2 separate regions of the Sus scrofa genome follow, and region 2 is linked to region 1. Evidence: chromatin contacts called from public Hi-C data. All regions are on one chromosome and are shown on one strand. Each heading gives the region's core, a stretch centred on a gene start, on an enhancer-like site or on the middle of the called end of the contact. The rest is flanking DNA. Distances are from core to core; before and after follow the strand shown. Region 1 holds the start of MIER1 (mesoderm induction early response protein 1). Region 2 overlaps TCTEX1D1 (Tctex1 domain containing 1).

Evidence for each region. A called contact is a pair of places that touch in the nucleus more often than the background predicts.
Region 2: a contact with region 1 is called in a Hi-C map of fibroblasts, with 5 times the contacts expected there. The contact joins the enhancer-like site here to the promoter of MIER1 in region 1. A contact is called at or near these places in 5 of 47 Hi-C or Micro-C datasets (embryonic fibroblasts, epiblast stem cells, fibroblasts and 1 more) and 2 of 2 datasets of contacts at active chromatin or transcription factors (alveolar macrophages and skeletal muscle).

What each region holds. Positions count from the first base shown.
Region 1 is chr6:145,677,788-145,681,750 of Sscrofa11.1, reverse strand. It overlaps MIER1 (mesoderm induction early response protein 1), which reads left to right and starts at 1,688. Exons shown (of 14, transcript XM_021096499.1): 1 at 1,688-1,881; 2 at 2,927-3,027. The coding sequence starts at 1,815. WDR78 (WD repeat-containing protein 78) reads right to left here and starts at 1,616. Exons shown (of 19, transcript XM_021096495.1): 1 at 1,562-1,616; 2 at 1,512-1,559; 3 at 1,449-1,509. The coding sequence starts at 1,616.
Region 2 is chr6:145,800,789-145,804,751 of Sscrofa11.1, reverse strand. The region is part of intron 2 of TCTEX1D1 (Tctex1 domain containing 1); the gene reads left to right. Among named protein-coding and RNA genes, the nearest start is that of TCTEX1D1, 11 kb to the left of the region's middle. Within about 2 kb of position 2,326, at least 3 of the 83 cell types and tissues checked have an H3K27ac peak or open chromatin away from gene starts, as enhancers often do.

The DNA of each region.
Region 1 (3,963 bases), core at 439-2,938:
TTATTATTTCATGTAAGGTACTTAGGGAAGGACTCTTTGATGAGGTGACACCTGAAGGAAATGAGTCATGAGATTACAAGGGGGTATAATATTCTAAAGAACAGCAAATGCACATCTTGAGGTAGGGAAATGTGCCTGTACCATTGTGGAACCATCTGAGTGTATTTAGTCAGCCAAGGTGAAGAGTCCAAGGTGAGGTCCTGTAGGGCCCTGCAAGGATGTGGGCTTTCACTCTGAATGAAATGGGAAAAACTGGATGCTTTCCAGAAAAGCCACAGTGATTTACATGTTGAGGGTGACTGTTAGAGGGGGAATAAGTTCAGGTTTAGATACGAATTTTGAGATGCCTATTAACTCCTAAGTGCAGATGTTTGTCTGTTTTCGTGGAAAAGCCTACAGATAAACTTGTAAAGCATCAGTATACAGGTAATTCTGAAAGGCAAAAAACAATAGTGCGGAAAAGAGGTTTAAACACTGATCCCAGCAACACTCCCACATTTAGGTATGGACGAGATGAGGTACCAGCAGAGTATTTTGAAAAGAGGTAGACATAAACCAAGGGGACAATTAAGGAGGGGTGGTGTTCCAGAAACCCAATTATGTGATTCGAAACTCAAGAAGTGATAAACTAGATGAAAACTGCTAATGAATGTGTTAGAAAAGAAACTGAGAAATGTCCAGTTGGATAGCTGGAGAGCTATTGCTTACCTTCACAAAAGCTATTTGTGTGTGTGTGAGAGAGAGAAGTGGTAGGATGGACAAAGACCTGAGTACCATATTCAAGAGAGAACGCAAGGTTCTCTTCCAAGTTCATTCAACAAGTTCTGCTAAAGAAAGACAGCTGGAAGAGACTGGAGAGCAGAGTCACAGAAGGCTTGAAAAGAGAGAACAAAAGTGGTCTGGAAGCATGGAAGGGCCGAGGAATTAGGAAACTTTAGTGGGGCTGCTAGACTAAGGGACCATATAAGTTTAAATGTGAGACAAATCGCCAGAGCTGTCTGCTTTTCTCCAGCCTCTCATCCACTGCTGCAGAACAACAGAACGTTGTGAGCTGGAATGAGTTTTAAGGGAGGATGGTATGAGGAGGAGGCAGGAAAAAACCTCGACTACAGCGCATAGCAATGTACAGTCTGATGAGTCATAGAAGTTGAGAGGATTGAACATCTCGGCACAATTTGAAGGCAAAAGGCTTGAGACTGCAGACCGAAAACAAAACAAAAAAACAGGAGTACTAGGACGAAAGGTAGTTCTAAACAAACTAGGTTCTTTTCTAAGAGAGCAAGCACAGCAGTAGAGGTTTAGAAAAGGATGTATTAGGTCAAGGAAGGAAACACTGCCGCCTAGGAGCTTCCAAGACTGCTGATTGAACACAGATGCAGTAAAAGGCTCTGAAAGGGCTCTCTCCGGGATCAGGCGGGATGGACTAAAGTTTCAGCGCCGGAACTTACACCCCGAGATTCTGCTGCTTGCGGCTGTTTACCGGAGAGATGGGCATGGCGGCGACCGGATGGGAGTGGTCGACCACCCCCTTCCTTGGCTGCTTCTGGAGACCCAGTATCCCAACCCTCGGCGTTAGCGGCTCCAGCTGAGGCACGGGAATGTTTGCCGGGCGTCATGGAGACAGTGGAGCCCTGGCTCAACAAGCGGCCGCGCGGTTGGCTGGCGGCTAGAGGCCCAGGAGGAGGGCGGAGGCGAAGGGGAGGGCAGAGGGTTGGCGGAGCAAGAGGAAGCTCCGGCCGACGACTAGAAGAAGGAGGCGGGCGGCCCGGGCCCCAGGCCCCTCCCAGGCTCTGAGTCTCCCCGGCTGCAGGCGGATGGATGGGGCTTCTTCAGGCGGTGGCGGCAGCAGCGAAGGTGGCGGTGGCAGCAGCGGCAGCGGCTGTAAGTGCAGCCTCCATAAACCATCTATCCTCTCCTAGTCCTATTTGGGATGAAGGGCTCTCCAAGTGTCCCCGGTACCCTTTTTCTCCTTCCCCTCCCCCACCGCACTGTATCGCCCGGAAGATCCTTAACTTCCGGGGAGGGGCTGAGAGATCAAGCCCTTCTTGCTCCCCCTCCCGAAGTGGCGCCGGCCACCCAGGGCGCATGCGCAGCGCCTCTCCGCCGCCCACCCCTTCCCAGCCGGGTCTTTTGCTTTGGCGGTGGTGGCTGCAGCGCCGGTCTTCCCCAGCATCCGCGGCGCGCTGGGAATCCGCTGCGGAGTGAGTTCGCCTCGCCCTGTCGGCTTCCGCCCCTTTCTTCAGTCTGATCCCGAACCTGGTCGGGGTGGGGCCAAGCTGATGGTGCCCGTGGCTCCGCCTCTTTGCCTCTGTATCACGGATTCGATCCCACTGCAGCCCTTGGGCGAACCGGCCCTTTTCAGAGGGAGTGAGGGAGGGAAGAGAGGCTCGAAGAAGGCGTTATTGTAAGGGAGTGAGGTCCTCGCAGCCCCACCCTGGAGACAGATGCCTCCCCCGCCTTTGAATGGCCTTGTTCTTTCAGCTTTTGGTGGAAAGATCTCTGGCCTGGAGCCCATCGCTAGTCTTCGCTATGTGACCTTGGGCGAGTCATTATCCACCTCTGGGCCCCATTTATCCCCAAAGCTTCCTCCAACGCTAAAACTCTTAATTTTGCAGAAAAGCTTATGCAATTACAAGACTGGCCCCTCCACTGAGGCCGCTTAGCTGAGACCACCCGGAGTTGAGTGAACCTTTCTTCAGTCATGGGTGGAATAAGGCGACCTATTTTTGGGGTCGCTTTTATTTCATTACCATCAGTTACAGACTGCATGACCCAAGGCTCATTAATGTTTTTCTAAAATTGTCGTGGGATTCCTGTCCCAATTCTTGACCGTGTTTTAAAAAATTAGAGACAGGGTGAATGGGGAGCTTGTGGTATCATCGTCTTTGGTCTCCTTACTACTGAGGCTCTCTTTCCTTTGATCCAGATGGTGTGGTGGCTCGATTCTCCCAGTGCCTGGCTGAGTTTCGGACGTGGTTAAGAACCAACTGGTTGAGGTTCAATGCAGACAAGACGGATGTGATGCTGGTAGGCAGGGGCACGCTTGGAGATTAAGGGAGGGAAAGTCCAAACTCCCTCAAGTAATATAAATGTTATATTACTCTTCTAGTGTATGAGAACGACTGATGGGCTAATAATTTCCAGAGTTTGGATGAGATAAAAATAACATGTCAAAAATATTAAAACTATTGAAATATCAGTTTGTGGTAATCTGATAAAGTGGAACCACTGGATACAATTCTTTATGTAAAAATTACGAAAAGAAAAACCAGAACTGTTCTTTGAAGAATCAAAAGGCTATATATATGTGTGTGTATTTGGAGTGGCATTAATAAAAATCAAACTAACAAAAAGATGATGCTGATTGTTGCATAGATGTGGGGCTTACAAATGTAATGCATTAATTACTACTTTGTAACCTACATTCTGCTTGCTAAAGTAAAGGTAAAATTCTCAATTTATCTAAAATCTCAGTTTAAAAATAGGTGACATCAACATTTAGGTATTCTCAACCAAATTCATAGTTATCCATAAATTTTTACCTGCACATCATGTGTAGGCTGTCACTTTTAAATAAAAATTTTAGGAAATAGTTTACAAAGTAATCTCAAAAGGGACTCGTGGACTCTGAAAATTGTTAGATACAGAATTTGATTTTAGAATTGTGAATGTGCTGTATTAATCTGTTTCATTTAAACAGTCTCAGAGTCTAAATTGTTACAGGTATTTTCTTGGTGCATTTTGAGAGGTACCTTTCTGAATTGCATAACGTGTTTTTATAGTATTGGTATACATTACTTATCTTTGAATCAAATATTGGTACCAAATTAAAGGTTATATTTCTTAGATGTATGTAAATTGCCAGGTTTAATTATTGGCTAGTTTGAGGTGCTGGTTGAAGTAAAATTGAGGCTTAACATGCTTTTGTTAATAGCAAAATAATAACTTTGAGGGGTTCGTGTA
Region 2 (3,963 bases), core at 1,077-3,576, 120 kb before region 1:
AACCACTGTGCCACGACGGGAACTCCCAAACTACTTCTAAATCTTATAAATAAGGAAAGAATTCTGAGTAACTAAGTTAGCTTTGAAGAGTGAGTATTGAGGAGGAAGTTACCCTCTCCGTATTAAGGTATACCACAAAGCAATGGTAAGGAAATGTGATCATAAATGCAGGAACATAAAAGAGGTGCAGGAATAGACAAAGAGACCAGTGAAACACATAGACACTTTAGAAGTAAACCCATAAGTATACAGAACATAATATATGAACACAGAGAAATGACGGATTTTTTTTTTTTTTTTTTTTGATGGATGGTATTGGGAGAAAACTGGCTTACTATATGAAGGCAAATGAAGCTGGATTCTTACACCATTTTCATGGAAGACTGAAATGTGGAAAGCTATAGAGTTAATAGAGGAAAGTATAGAATATTTTTGTGTTCTGTGAGAGGGAAATATTTCATCCCAAAATGAAAAACTAAAACCATAAAAAAAAAACTTGATAAATACAACTACAATAAAACTTAGCATTTCTGTTCCACAAAGAAGACAATAAGCAGTTTACAGGCTAGTAGAAGATATACAGTTTTTAGCTCATGCACATTAACAATCTAAAAAAAAAATAACCGCGGAAAACAAGTTTTAAATAGTCAAAAGAGATAAATAGCAGTTTACAGAAGCAAAGCCCAAATGGTGAAGCAGAATGTGAAGAGATGCTTAAATTCACTTGGAATGAGAAAAATGCAAATTAAAACAAGATACCATATTGCACCCATCTGAATGGCAAAATATAAGAAGAGAGAATAGAAGCAAATGTTGGCAAAGTTAGTGGGAAGCAAAGTTTATACAGGCACTCAGCGAAGAAATTTAATAGTATTTAGGAAAATTAGGGGTATACATGCCTTATTATCCCCCTATATTGAGGAAACTGAGGCTTGGAAACCTGCCGGCATATTACAACTCCCAGGTGACACAGCAAGTGTGGTTCTCTGACCCTAATACTTGTACTTGTTATGGGCTAAATTATGCATCCCACACCCCCTGCCAAATTCATATGCTGAAGTCCTAATCCCCAGTATCGCAGAATGTGAAACAGGGTCTTTAAGAGAGGTGGTTAAGTTTTAAATGAGTTCATCAAGGTGGCCCCTAATCCAATATGACTGGTGTCCTTATAAGAAAAGGAAACTGGGACACAAACAGGGAAGAGACAGCCATCTGCAAGCCGAGGAGAGAGGCCAGGAAAAGATCCTTTTTTCACAGCTCTCAGAAGGAATCCGTTCCTCCAGAACTGTCAGGCAGTTCATTGCTGTTGTTTAAGCCCCTCGGTCCACGGTACTTGGCTCTGACAGCCCTGGCTAGCTAATGCAATTCAGTTGATCCTTCGACAACCGGAGTTTGAAATGCATGGGTTCACTTATAACAGGTGGGGGTTTTGTTTCAAAACCGTGGATGTGGAATCAAGGATAGAGAAGAAATTCAACCCAGATCCTGAGAGCTGACCAGAATTTATGCTGCATTTTCCACTGCAAAAGAGGGTCGGCACTCCTAACCCCCCAGGGGCAACTGTGTAGTTAAAGGAGTGAATGGAATAGCATCAACTTAGTGAGTGGAACAGGGCGACTCAGAAGACGGGCTGGGGTCAAGTTCCAGCTTGAGCACATCCAAGCTGCTGATCTTGCATAAGTTAGTAAGCCTTCTATGCTTCAGTTTCTTCTTCAAAATAAGGTTAAAATAGTAAATGTCACTTCCAGGTGCGATGGGAATTTATTACAGCCATACATGGAAGCACCTGGAATGGTTCTCAGCACACCTAAGTACAGAGCAAGGACTGATTGTTATTCTTACATAGAATTCTGATATCCAAGCAGACCTGAGTTTGAATCCCTGATCTTCTGTTAACTAGCTACTATGTAATATTCTTTGAGTCTTAACATATTATCTACAAAATAAGAATAATAATGACTTCATCACAGTGCCATGTCTTTTGTTCACTGAACACAATGTTTGTTGCCTGGGTTACAGGCATTGTGCCAGGTGCTAAAGATACAGTGGTGAACAAAATAGACTGTCCTAGAACTCCTGATATTGCTCCTGTCAAGGTCATAATGACTTTCCCATTGCTCATGCAGCAGTCAGTCCTCAGTTCTCCTCTTCTTTGACCTCTCTGCATCTGACACCCTCCACCACTCCTTCCTCCTGGAAAGACTGTCTGCCCTTGGGCTTCAGGACACACGGTCTCCTGTTTTCCTTCTTTATACCTGGCCAGTCCCTCTTTCCCAATCTTCTTCACTGGTCCCTCCTCTTCTTCCCAGTTTCCTAATGTAGGAGTGCGTCAGGGAGCCGTCCTTTGTCCCCTTCTTCTCTTGTCCTGTGCTTCTCTCCTCGGGAATCTTGTCCAGTCTAGTGATTGAGACGTGGTGTTATGCCCCCCAATTTACATCTGCAGCCCAACCATCGCTCCCAAAGCCCAGACTCAAAGGTCTAATGGCTTCTCCTCCCCTCACTTCAGTAGACATCACAAACTCAACATGCTCACAACTTAACTCCATCTAACTACCTTCCTTCCCACTCATCAGGAGGTTCTGTCAATGTTTAAAATATACTCAGAATCCAGCTACTTAGGACGATCCCCTACTGGTACCTTCTCCACCTGGGTCACTGCCTTAGTCAGCCTGAGCTGCCATAGCAGAATACCACAGACTGAGGGGCTTTAACAATAGGAATTTATTTTCTCACAGCTCTGGAGGCTGGAATTCTGGAATCAGAGTGCCATATTGGTTAGGTTCTGGTGAGGGCCCGCTTCCTGATTTGCAGGCGGCCACCTTTTCACCATGTCTTCACATGATGGAGTCTCTTCCTCTTCACTTAACCTTAATCATCTCTTTAATTTTTTTTTTATTTTTTTATTTTTTATTTGTCTTTTGCCTTTTCTAGGGCCGCTCCCGCAGCATATGGAGGTTCCCAGGCTAGGGGTCTAATCTGAGCTGTAGCCACCAGTCTAAGCCAGAGCCACAGCAATGTGGGATCCGAGCTGTGTCTGCAACCTACACCACAGCTCACGGCAACGCTGGATCCTTAACGCACTGAGGGAGGCCAGGGATTGAACCCGAAACCTCATGGTTCCTAGTCGGATTCGTTAACCATTGCGCCACAGTGGGAACTCCCTAATCATCTCTTTAAAGGCCCTATCTCTAATACACACACAGGGGCAGGTGGGAAGGGAGGGTGTGAAGGCTTCAGCCCATGGATTTGGGAGAGATGTAGTTTCCTGTATAGCAGTTACTATCATCACTTGCGTGGATTACTATAAAAGCTTTCTAATTGGGCTTCCTATTTTTACACAGGCCGGCCTATAGTCTATTCTCAGCACAGCATTCGGAGTTATCGTCGTAACATATAAAGTAGAGCTTGCTATTCCTCTGCTCAAAACTCTATAAAGGCTCCTGCTCTATCAGAATAAAAGCCAAGGTTTTAAAATGGCCCACAAAGCCCTACATGGGCTTACTGCCTGACACCCTGGTACCTTCATCGTCTTCCACCCTTGGCTTGCTCCCTCTGGCCTCTATGCACTTCTTCAAAAATACCAGACAGGAGTTCCCGTCGTGGCACAGTGGTTAACAAATCTGACTAGGAACCATGAGGTTGCAGGTTCAATCCCTGGCCTCCCTCAGTGGGTTAAGGACCCAGCGTTGCCATGAGCTGTGGTGTAGGTTGCTGATGCAGCTCGGATCCCGCATTGCTGTGGCTCTGGCATAGGCTGGTGGCTACAGCTCAGATTAGACCCCTCGCCTGGGAACCTCCATATGCCGCAGAAGCAGCCCTAGAAAAGGCAAAAAGGCAAAAAGGCAAAAAAAAAAAAAAAAAAAAAAAAAAACACCAGACGGCCTCCTGCCTCAAAGCCTATGCTCCTGCTTCTCGCTTCTCTCTCCCCTCACCACACTCTTCCTTCATCCACATGGCTCATTT